Linked DNA regions of Mus musculus: region 1 is linked to region 2. Evidence: chromatin contacts called from public Hi-C data. All regions are on one chromosome and are shown on one strand. The core of a region is the stretch at or near the end of the contact, and the rest is flanking DNA. Distances in the headings are between cores, read along the strand shown. Region 1 has its middle 33 kb from the start of Vegfa. Region 2 has its middle 19 kb from the start of Gm35692.

Region 1 (5,653 bases), core at 373-2,872, 150 kb after region 2:
CAACCCAAACACACCCCAAAATCTGCCAGCATCGCTTCTCCCGGAACAACAAGTGCTGGGGATGCGGAGGGAGGGAGGAAGGAGCTTGCGTGAAGCAGAAGACACCTGGAAGGTAGACAAGGTTAATGGTGACCTGTTGTTTTTCTAGGCTCTTAGTGACCTCACCTTTGACCAACAATTTCCTGGCACTCACTCAGTCTGCCAAAGGGGAAGGGGGTTGGCGGCGGCGGCAAAGAGACTCCAAGAGGAAGGTAAACAGCAGGTGAGGCCAAAGGTGGCCTTAGAAGACAAGGGGCACATTCCAAAAAGTCTCCCAGGCCTGAGGCCTGCAGTAAAGCCCAAAGTCCAGTGGAGAACACACACCTGCACTGCAGTCGTAGACAGTGCTATAAATACTCCGTTGTTCAGGGATTACCCACCCAGAGGATGCCTTCCCCTTGGAGAATGTCTCTCCCTCCCCCAACCCCCATCCCTTCCCCAGTTCTCACTCCAGCAACCCCAAGAGCCCCTAGTGCAGCAGGTCTGTGAGCAGCTGAGGAGTCTGACATGGACACCATCGTTTCTCTCAGCACCCACAGCCTGCTTTAGAGTCAGCACAACCTACTGACAGGAGCCACCTCGGCACCCCTCATAGGGAGGAAGAGTGGAGGCGGCAGCCAGCCTCGGTGGGTTGTCATCCTGCTGGACTCTTCAAAGGGAAGGCCTGGGATCCCTCAGCCAACAGTGTGCCTCTGCTCTCCCTGCTGCACACGGGCATCACGGCCTGCGGAGTCACCATAGAACAGAGGTGCACAGGCCTACCAAATGGCCGTAACATTCACGTCGTAAAGGCAGCCAGATCTTCCTGCAGGTCACCCCCCCTCCTTGTAAGGGATGAAGACCCACAGGGACATGAAAACACGGAGAACTGGGGCCTGTCTCTGCTCACCCTCATCTCTTTGATTACTCTTCTTATGGGGTCAGCCTAGCCTGCTACATATGAGCTCTTCAGTATTGGGGGACACACATCCCTTAGGGATCCCATGAAAACTAAAGACATCATCCCCAAAAAATATGTTCATTCGTATACTGATGAGACCACAGACGGTCTCAGGGCTCTGTGTGTTCCAGGCCAAACAGCTGAAAGAGAGAGACAGAGAGAGAGAGAGAGAGAGAGAGAGAGAGAGAGAGAGAGAGAGAGAGAGAGTTGTCGCAATCATTCAGTTATGCTTCTAGGGTATTATAGACTGAACTTCCAAACCTAACCTTACCCAGAATCTTCCAGAGCCCTCTCCCCGAGGCTCTAGAAGAAATAAGCAGGTGACCTGAACCTTCCTGGAAAAGTCCTTTTTGCTACTTGCCCCTCCCCCACCCACCCCCAGCCTTTCTCCTCCTTCTCAACTGCTGCCCACAGCTGGGTCCGGAGCTGGTCTTTGAAAGTCAAACAGAATCGTAGAGAGCATCTGTACATCTCTTTATCTTTTCTGACAAGAACCGTAAATGGAGTTAGGTATGCTGACTTGCTTAAAGTCTCTGAGATAATCAGAACAGCAGCCAGGTGGCCTGTCCTGACTCCATCCCAGGAAGTGTGCAATTGGCCTACTGTGCATCCCTGCAGTGCCTCACTAGGGAGAGAAGGGGCCACCAGGGCTAAGTGAGCTTTAATTACATTGGCCGAGCATGCCGAATAGCCTTGGAGTTAAGAGTGCAAACAAGGTCACCAAGGTCCTGATTATGTAAGACGCTGTGAATCTCCAGAAACTCTGATGCAGAGTTGGAGCATTCATTCATTCGTTCAATCAATCAATGATTACTGAGCCCCACCCCATGGGGACAAACAGTCAGGACAATCACCCAGACAAGCTTCCTGCCGCCCAGAAATCCCAAAGGAAGAAAGACAAATCAAGCCTTGCTAGAGATAAATACCACAGGGAGAGTGACTGAGAACTTAGTGATGTCGTATTCTTAAAAGAAGATTTATTCTCTTCCCACTGTACCTCAGTGTGTGTGTGTGTGTGTGTGTGTGTGTGTGTGTGTGAGAGAGAGAGAGAGAGAGAGAGAGAGAGAGAGAGAGAGAGAGAGGTGTGCAGGTGTCCACAGAAGCTAAAAGAGACATTGGTTCTCCTGGAGCTGGAGTTACAGGCAGTTTTAAGCTGCCTGATGTGGGTGCTGGAAACAGAACTCAGGACTTCTGGAAAAGCGGTAAGGTCTCTCTCCAGCCCCTGGTGGTGCCATACTGTGGGGATGAGGATGCACAAGGAAGGTCTCTTTTAACTCCTTCTAAAAAGAACAGAACACAATAAACAAAACAAAGAAAAGCTGGGTGATGGTGATGACGGTGCCAATCCCAGCACAGGTATTAAAGGGACAGGGGCGGGGATGGGGCAAAGGCAGGGGGGCAGGCAGATCTCTGTGAGTTCAAGGCCAGCCTGGCCTACAGAGCTAGTTCCAGGACAGCACACAAAGAAATCCTGTCTCAAGATACCAAATAAATACATAAATACAAACGTAAGTACGTACGTTAGTAAGTAAGCAAGAGTATAGAGGCGGTATCCATGCAAAAGTGTGGAGGCAGAATGTTCCAGAAGAAAAGAATAACAAGTTCAAAGTCCCTAAGGCAGATAGATGTGAAACTGATTTGTTCCAGGAAGCAGAGCTGCGCATGGGCAGGGAGTGAGGGGCCCTCAAGCAGGGCAAGGCGAAGGCAAGGGTGAGGGTGGGCTGGCCTGGCCGTGTGACAGATGAAGGCTGGCTCTGTGCTAAGTGAGAGAGGAACCAAATCTCTGGAAGTTTGGAAAAGGCAGGTTTGGAGTATTTGTTCACTTAGTTGTGTGTTTAACAAATATTTACTGTCCTTCTGTCAGTCACCCCAACCAGGTTTGGTGGCACCAGTGCCTGATTTGGGGATCATAAGCTGAAAGGTAGTCTGGACTGTGTAAAGAGAACATCTCAAACAACAATGCAAAACTCGAAAGACAATCACCCAATGTTCAGATTCTCTAGGCATCCTTGGAGAAGGACGGTCTGTCCTGAAGTTAAAAGAAGTCCAATGCTGTCAGTCTGTCATGACTGCTGGGTGGCACAAAGACCAGCCAAACCAGAGGGAAGCATGGAAGCCATAGAACCCAGGACAGACAGACAGATGGTAGCAGGAGAAGAACAGGGCATCTACCTATGTATGTATGTATGTATGTATGTATGTATGTATGTATGTATGTATGTATCTATCTATCTATCTATCTATCTATCTATCTATCCAACTATGTATATATTGATAGATCTATCTATCTGTCTGTCTATGTCTTGATTGATCTATCTATCTATTGATTGATCTATCTATATATCATGTATTCATCATCAATCCACCTATCAGCTCTCTATCTATAATCTATCCATCCATCATCTATCTATCTATCCATCTGTATATTATATATCTTTCTATCGTCCATTATCTATCTATCTTTCTGTCATCTTTCTATCTATCCACCTATTATCGATCTATCTATCATCTACCCACCCATCGTCTATCTATCCATCTATCCATCCACCATTCCCATCTATGCATCATTTATCTGCCCATCCATCTATTATCTATCATCTATCTATCCATCCATCTATTACCTATCATCTGTCTATCTATCTATCTATCTATCTATCTATCTATCATCTATCCATTCATCTACCTATTAGCTATCTAACTATTAGACAAGAGTATTTGAGAACATGCCTCATGTAACTTGTCTCAAATTTTCTATGTAGCTGAGGATGGCCTTGAACTTCTGATCCTCCTGCCGCCACCTCCTGATTGCTGGGATGGCAGGAACCATCTTTGGAATTATTTTTGAAGTAGAGAAAACCCAGGGAATGCAGGTGACTTTTCTTATAGAGGAAAGAACCAAAGGAACACTCCCCATGAAAGAAATGCTCCTCATGAAAAGAGTTCTCCCTGTGGAAGGAGTGCTCCCCGTGAGAGGAGTGTGCTCCCTGTGAAAGCTGCATCCTCTACTACCATGCAGACGATGGTGCCATTGACAGGTTCCAGAGAGCCATGGGTGCTGGAGGGACACCAGCTCTGACAAGCTGCCCTTGATAAGAAAGCTCTACACATGTGTGTGTGTGCATGTGCGCACACACACACCATTTTTTTTTTTTTAGCTATAGGTCTAAAGAGATGACTCAATGAGTAAACTACCTGCCTCAAAAGCATGAGAACCTGAGTTCAGAACCCAACACACACATAGAAGCTGGGCATGACTATAACCATACCCTTGGGGTAAGGGAGTTAGAGCCTAACAAATCCCTGGAGCACACTGTCCGGAGCATGTAGCCAATCAGCGGTGCTGGCTTCAGTGTGAGACAGAGTGGGTGCTTGGATCTGGCCGTGCTTGCCTGTAATCCCAGCACTATGGAGGCTTTGATCAGCCTGGTCTACGGAGTGAGTTCCAGTCCAGCCAGGGCTACATAATGAGATGCTGTCTTTAAAGGGAGGTGGGAGAGAAAGGGGAGCCAGAGAGATGACTTAACCAGGGGTTAAGAGAACACTGGCTGCTCTTCCAAAGGACCTGGGTTCAATTCCCAGCATCCACACGGCAGCTCACAGCTGTCTGTGACCCCAGTTTCAGGGACTCAATCTACTCTCACACAGACACACATGCAGACCAAACACCAAGACACATAAAATTAAAATTATTTTAAAAAAATATGGAGAGTAAGAACAGAAGACACTTAATCTTGACCTTTACCCTCCACATACATGTACACATGTGTACCTGCAGTCATACATACATGTGCACATACACACAACTGAAAAGAATTCAAAGGAGGCTGAAATGAGGAAGAAAATGTGCCAGTGGGGAGCAGTCCCAGGTACAGTGCTTTGGCTTTGGGCTCTGCAGCCCACGTGCAGCCGGCTGGGCCTCTCCTTTGCACAGAGAGCCACCGGTGTGGCCAGGGAGAAAGCCCAGGAGATACCTATTCTTGTACTCCCGTAGACTCCTGCCTGCGTGTCTTCTGAGCAGCAAACGATCCACACTACAGAATTTTGGTATGGTTTCTTTTTTAACTCAAGGAACAATTTCTTCTTCTTGGAAGAAAAGTCCCAGCTGGGATCATGTGCAGAACCGCTTCCCAACACTATATTCTGCATTGGTCGTAGGCATTAGGCCCTGCAGACAAGCTTCTGCCGGGCCCCTGCAACTCAGGATAACACGGAGAATCTGTCTGTTGGCAGTCACAGAGGGACTATGCTGGGCAAAACCAACCTCTTCTCCCAGGGCCACCTCCTGCGAGGGTCCTACCTGTGGAGTTGATTTTTCTCATCAACCTGACACAGCCTACAGCCACCAGGAAAAGGGAGGCTCATTGAGGAATTGCCTAGACCAGATTGGCCTGTGGCATGTCTGGGGGCATCATCTTGCCTGCTAATTGATATAGAAGAACTCAGCCTACTGTGGGCAGTGTCATCCTTCAACAAACAGTCCAGAGCTGTATAAGAAAGCACAAGCCAGGGAGCAGCCAGGGATCCAGTAGGCAAGCAGCATCCTTCTGTGATCCCTACTCTGACTTTGCTCAAGGATGAGGGGCTGCAACCTGGAAGTGCAAGATGAAATAAACCCTTTCCTTCCCTAAGTTGCCTTTGATCATAGAGCTTGCCACAACAGCAGAAAGCAGCAAG
Region 2 (5,887 bases), core at 1,259-3,758:
ACACAGCCCATTGTGGGTGGTGCCGTCTCTGGGCTGGTGGTTCTGAGTTCTATCAGAAAGCAGGCTGAGAGAGCCATGAGGAGCAAGCCAGTAAGCAGCGTCCCTCTATGGCCTCTGCATCAGCTCCTGCCTACAGGTTCCTGCCCTGCTTGAGTTTCTGCTCTCATTGCTTTGGATGATGAACGTTATAGAGAACCGTGAGTGAAATCAACCCGTTCCTTCCCCACTTGCTTTTGTTTCTCTAGTGTTATTCTTTATGCTGTAAGCATTTGGTCTTTAATTCTTTTTTTTTTCTCTTGGTGTTTTCAAGACAGGGTTTCTCTGTGTAGCCCTGGCTGTCCTGGAACTCACTCTGTAGACCAGGATGGCCTCGAACTCAGAAATCCACCTGCCTCTGCCTCCCAAGTGCTGGGATTAAAGGCGTGCGCCACAACTGCCTGGATGGGTCTTTAATTCTTTTCTTTAAAAAGTATTTTAGGGACTGGAGAGATGGCTCAATAATTAATCTTCCGAAGGACTTGGGTGCAAATCCCAGCACCCACATGGCAGCTCACAACCATCTGCTACTCCAGTTCCAGGAGACCAGCCACCCTCACACAGACATACATGTAGGCAAAACACCAATGCACATGAAATAAAAGTAAATTTTAAAAAAATATTTTTAGTTTATGTGTATGAGTGTTTTACCTGCATGTCTAAGTGTACCATGTGTCTGCAGTGTTCATAGAGGCCAGCAGAGGGCACCAGATCCCCGCACTTGCATGGCTGTTAGTTGTGTGGGTGCTGAGAACTAAGCTCTCTCTTCTTCTGAGTCATCTCCGGACCCTCTGTAATCCTTTATGCATGGCTTCCCATACTTTTTCTCATGACATTTATAAGTGGACAAGATGGCACACGACTGTGTAACTAGCCTTGGGAAGCTAAGGCGGGAGGATTGTTAAGTCCGAAGCTAGCCTGGCTACATAGGTAGTTCTAAGCTAGCCTAGACTTCTGTAGAAAGACCCTGTCACAAAACAAGACAAGGCAAGGCAAGACAAGACAAGACAAGACAAGGCAAGGCAAGACAAGACAAGACAAGACAAGACAAGACAAGACAAGACAAAAAGCAAAAGAGAAGCCATTTGTAACAGTGGCTTTCCCGACATCATCAATTCATGGGCACCTCAGATGTGGCTTCTGTTGATAGTTCTGAGTGGATCTCATTTCCCCTTCTGGTTTGCATTTCTTGGAAGATTTTGTTGAAAACTGGGTAACATGTAGGCAACTCGCAGCAACTCTGCATTCTGACTTATCACTGTGGACCACAGTTTTCCAGGACTGTCTTCACCGAGTGTTTGGGTGTCGGTGGCCCAGCCAGCTGCCTGGTGGCTTGCCGGGCTTATTCAGTAGACGGTTTTCCCTGCAGGGACAAGCTGCCAGTGGCTCTGCTCAGCATCTTTGCTTTAATGTTAAAAAAATAATCGACTAAGTAATGGATTAATCTGTGTATGTATGTGGAGGTCAGAGGAAGACAACTTGTAAGAGTCCTACCATGTGGGTCCCAGGGACTGAACCCAGGTCATCAGGGTTCACCGGCTGCAAGCACCTTTACCTGTTGAACCATCTCATATGTCCTGTTCTGAATTATTGTATGTATGTATGTATGTATGTATGTATTTTAGCTTGGCTTCCCAGGAATCTCTTCTGAGTCTTCCAAGCTAGCCCATCAGCCAACAACTGATTGGATATAGTGCTTAAGTCCCTCCATCCCAGAAGGCCTATGCTCTCTTCCTGGTGATCTGTGAGAGGGTTGGGAGTATGTTCAGACTCCCAGTGGATTACGATACATCCTGGCCTGTATCGCCTGTGTGCTCAGTGGGTATGAGTGTCTAGCAGAGCCTCTTTCTGGTTTCCCCAGGAATGCACACTGTGCCCCCCGGGATGTGTGGGAGCTTACCAGGGCTCACTATGTCTTCCTTATTCCTGGATAGCTCTCTTAAGTGCCCTGCTGTTTTGACTGCTTTAATTTTTCCCTAACTAGTGACAGACCTCCAGTTAGTGGTGGTTTTGGTTACCATGTGCATCATTTGAACGACATGAGTATACCCACAGAGGCCCAGGTTGCATCGTGTTGAGTGATATGAGTGTGTATACACTAGCAAGGGTTCATGATTAGTCAATGACAGGTTAAGATCATGTTCAAATACAAGATCTAGGTACTGGCTTCCCGCGTCCTCCCTGGGCCGAAAGCTAAGCATAGTTACTAAGCTTGACTTTTTGTGCCCCTCTGATGGGGCTCCGGAGGGACCACAAGAAAGAGCTCTAGCAGCTATGGGGGCTGAGAAGGCACTTTTGAAGCATGAGATGGTTATCCACAGTCGTTGAACTTGCTTCCTTGGGTCATCCAGCCTTGCCTGTCCTAGCTGTCCCTCGGGGATCTAGGCCTGCAAGCTCAGTCAGCAGCCCTGGGGTGGGGTGCCAGGTGCCCTCTACACTGGCCTCCAATCACCAGGAGCTTGCCAGGAACTCAGGAGAAAGGTCTAATAGAGCCAAGGGAGCGATCGGTCCCCTCGGGGCAGGACTGCCAGCAGCAGAGTCACCCAGCACACGGCTAGCTCCTGATCCAGGAGCCCAGGCAAGACAGGGCTTGAGGCTAGGGGGTTCCTTGGACCCCAAAGTCTTCATTTAGAGGATGGGGAGTCAAAGAGTGGGCCCCACCCTGGGGACAAGCCTGTCCTTGAAGGGTACATGCAGATAGCACTCTGGGCTTGCCTCTGAAGGTCAGTGTACTCCACAGGCACACTGCGGTGGCGGCGGGGGTGGTGGCAGATAGAACTGGGCTGACAGTCACGTACGCTGATGTCACCGGGCACTCCACCTCCCTGAGGTATCACTTTCCCTATGATCAAGCCTGCAGCCCAAGTTCAGGGGCGCAGTCACGTCCCATCCTGGGCCCGCTCCTTCAGGTCCTTTCCACTGTATCACCTCAGGGGCGACCAAGGTCAGGGTGGGACACACCCCTGCTTCCCAGTGCCTTGGGGGTGTCAAGTGACAGTGACAGGTGTGTGAGAGCCAGGAGGCCAAGGCCAAGGCTGTCCCAGAGGTTATGTGGGATTGCCAGCCTAGGGGCTCAGTTGCTGGTCTATGGAGCTGAGCGGGACTACAGCTCAGGGGCTCCTGGCCTGAAGAAGGAATCACTTAAACTTAGACACAGGGAGTTTCCAGTCTGATGGGGAGCCAGCCTGGCTTGCACTCATCTGCAGACATAACTGTTGCCTCTGGAGTGGGTAGAGGGGCACCAGCATTCAAAGCCCCTCTGTACTCAACCTCTCTAGGAGGGGCTCAGATCACCCCAAATCCATCCTCCGTGTAGATCTCCTCAACAGATAACCTGAAGACCCGACAGGTGCCCGGCATGTGACTCCCTCACTCCCATAGTGGAAGGAGAGTCAGCCTCCAAGTGCAGACAGACAGACAGCAGCGGCGGCGTCCCAGTGTCTGAGCTCCTCCTCAGGGCTGGGTCCAGCAGAGGGAGCTGCCAGCCAGCGGGAGCTGAGGAGAGCTGTCCCTGACCCCTAAGAAGGCCTTGAGGATGCCATGCCCAATGGGTGTGGGATTTACCCCGGGGCTGGAGCTGCACAGGATCCAAGCTGCCCCACAACATCCTGATACTCAGCACTATCCCCTCAGAGACCCCTTTGAAGAACACCAGCTCTATGGCTCACTAGCTAGGCATAGCTGGTCTTTCAGTCACCTCTAGAGGAGGTAGAAATTCAAGGCGGCAGAGACCTAGGTGTAAATTCTTCCACTTTGCTTTCTATGTCTATAGCAGGAAAACTGGAGAGCCAGCTCAAACCTCAGTTTGACCGTCTGTGAAATGTACTGCCCTGACCTGAGACTCAATTTCCATCATCTGTAAAATGGGCGGTGATGAAGAGCCAGCACGTGGAATCTGTCTGGCACATAGCATGTGCCTGTGTGGGGTACAGTCCCTTCTCTACATTGTGTCCCTTCCGTGTTGGTCAGGGCTTCTCCTAAGCCAAAGTTGAGAAGCTCGGGTAGGGAGGCTCAAGCCGCATTGCTCAGATGAGTAGACTTCCCGGGTCTCTTCATTCTCCTCTGTCTCTCTGTCTCTCTGTCTCTCTGTCTCTCTGTCTCTCTGTCTCTCTGTCTCTCTGTCTCTCTGTCTCTCTGTCTCTGTCTCTCTCTGTCTCTCTCTGTCTCTCTGTCTCTGTCTCTCTCTCTCTCTCTCTCTCTTACACACACACACACACACACACACACACACACACACACACACACACACACACCCCTACAGCCAGAATGGAATGGGACAGATCTGAACCAGGGGCCACAACCCCACTGACCCCTCGCCCATCCCTAACCACCATTACTTGTAATCACACATTCCGGCTGTGGGTCAGCTCCTGCTAAGACGTGCTGGCCCCTGGCCGTCCTCCTCAGTGTCGGTGCTGATGTTAGTGGGTTCTAAATGCTCATTCCCCTTCCTAGTCAACGTGTTCACTGAGGATTGGCAAAAGTCTGTGATCTCACAGAACTGACATGCCAAGAGTGGAGGGGGACATATATCAAATGAAACAAGCACAATATATGGGATATGTGGGCAGGCTTACTACACAGTCCACACGGTCACCACAGTGCAGTGGAACGTCTGCTTAGCATATGGGAAGAGATGTGCAAATGTCCTGGGCTCCACTCACAGCTCTGAAAAGAAGAAAAAAAAAGTTGCAGGGAAACAAAATTTAGAGAACAGGGGACAGGCAGGAAGGGGACAGGGAATGATGTAGTTTTAAATAGGGAGGTTGGGGATGCCTCGATGAGAGGGGACAGTTTGAGTATGGACATCAAAGGGTGAGACCCTTGCACGCGGAAGTGAACACGCAGAGTGGCGAGGATGTCGTGTACAAAGGCCCTGCGCTGACTGTACTGTCCGATGGTTTGAGGGACAGCCAGGACAGCAGTAGGGGGTAAGGAATGACGTAGTGGCAGATAAGGTCCCAGGGAAGGACACCGAGCCCTTTGTCCCCAGGCCAAACACAGACAGAGGGAAAGAGCAGAAAACCTCCCTGATGGGCAGTAAGCAAAGAGCTGAGCCCAGAGCTCCCAGGACTGGAGATGGAGACACCTAGACCCACCCTGGCTTGGCCCTGAGACTCTGCCCAGTGGAGACTATTGCCAGCTGAGGGCACTGCCTATCTTCTAGAGCTCTTGGGTAGGTGTAGGGCTGCTCCCCACCTAAGCCAGGGTGAGCTGTAGAATCTGTGTAGTGAATGTTTTGACAGTCAGTCAATGAGGGAGTGGTCAGGACAAAGAGGAGGAAGGGCGGGACCAAGGAAGGAAGAAAGGAAGGAAGAAGGGAAGGACTGACGGACAAAATGAATGAGTATTGCTCACAGATCCAGGTCCTCAATGCCCTTAGCATAGAAACCAGGCTAGAGAGTTTGGAAAGCCACCCACAGAAAATCCAGGGAGGGCAGCAGGACCCTGAGGTCTCACCTTCTCTGCCAGTTCCTGGGTGACCATTGTCCCTAGCAATGCACTCCTCAGTGCATGCTCTGATACTGCAAGTGCATGCTCCAGGTAATGGGGGGATGTGGTCTTGGAGTGTAGTCACTGCCGCTGGTGGCATGTCACCATTATCAACCACAGACTGCAAGTCAGGTTCCATCCCAACTATGCCACTGGCAGATTCGAAGTAGCTTCCCTGAGCCAGACGAGGGGACAAGGGTTCTCCTCCCTGGGTGGGGAGCCCCCTCTTACCGTTGCTCAGCACCCTCTGAGCTCATCCACCCAGTACTCTTATTTCCTGGGAGACCAGCCCAGTGTCCAACTGCAGTCCTGATTCATACAGCCCAGTTATATGCTGGGTTAAAGAAAACAAACAGCG

Evidence for each region. Hi-C and Micro-C count contacts between places; a contact is called where the count stands out from the background.
Region 1: a Hi-C map of liver shows a contact between it and region 2, with 1.8 times the contacts expected there. The contact joins two enhancer-like sites. A contact is called at or near these places in 1 of 15 datasets of contacts at CTCF or cohesin (large pre-B cells), 14 of 484 Hi-C or Micro-C datasets (the C2C12 cell line, the G1E-ER4 cell line, bone marrow-derived dendritic cells and 6 more), 4 of 115 datasets of contacts at active chromatin or transcription factors (cardiomyocytes, embryonic fibroblasts and embryonic stem cells) and 1 of 9 other capture datasets (embryonic stem cells).

What each region holds. Positions count from the first base shown.
Region 1 is chr17:45,996,894-46,002,546 of GRCm38.p6, forward strand. No RefSeq gene overlaps it. Among named protein-coding and RNA genes, the nearest start is that of Vegfa, 33 kb to the right of the region's middle. Within about 2 kb of position 1,623, at least 23 of the 459 cell types and tissues checked have an H3K27ac peak or open chromatin away from gene starts, as enhancers often do. A contact at or near this core is called in liver, where this site is marked.
Region 2 is chr17:45,845,278-45,851,164 of GRCm38.p6, forward strand. No RefSeq gene overlaps it. Among named protein-coding and RNA genes, the nearest start is that of Gm35692, 19 kb to the left of the region's middle. Within about 2 kb of position 2,509, at least 15 of the 459 cell types and tissues checked have an H3K27ac peak or open chromatin away from gene starts, as enhancers often do. A contact at or near this core is called in liver, where this site is marked.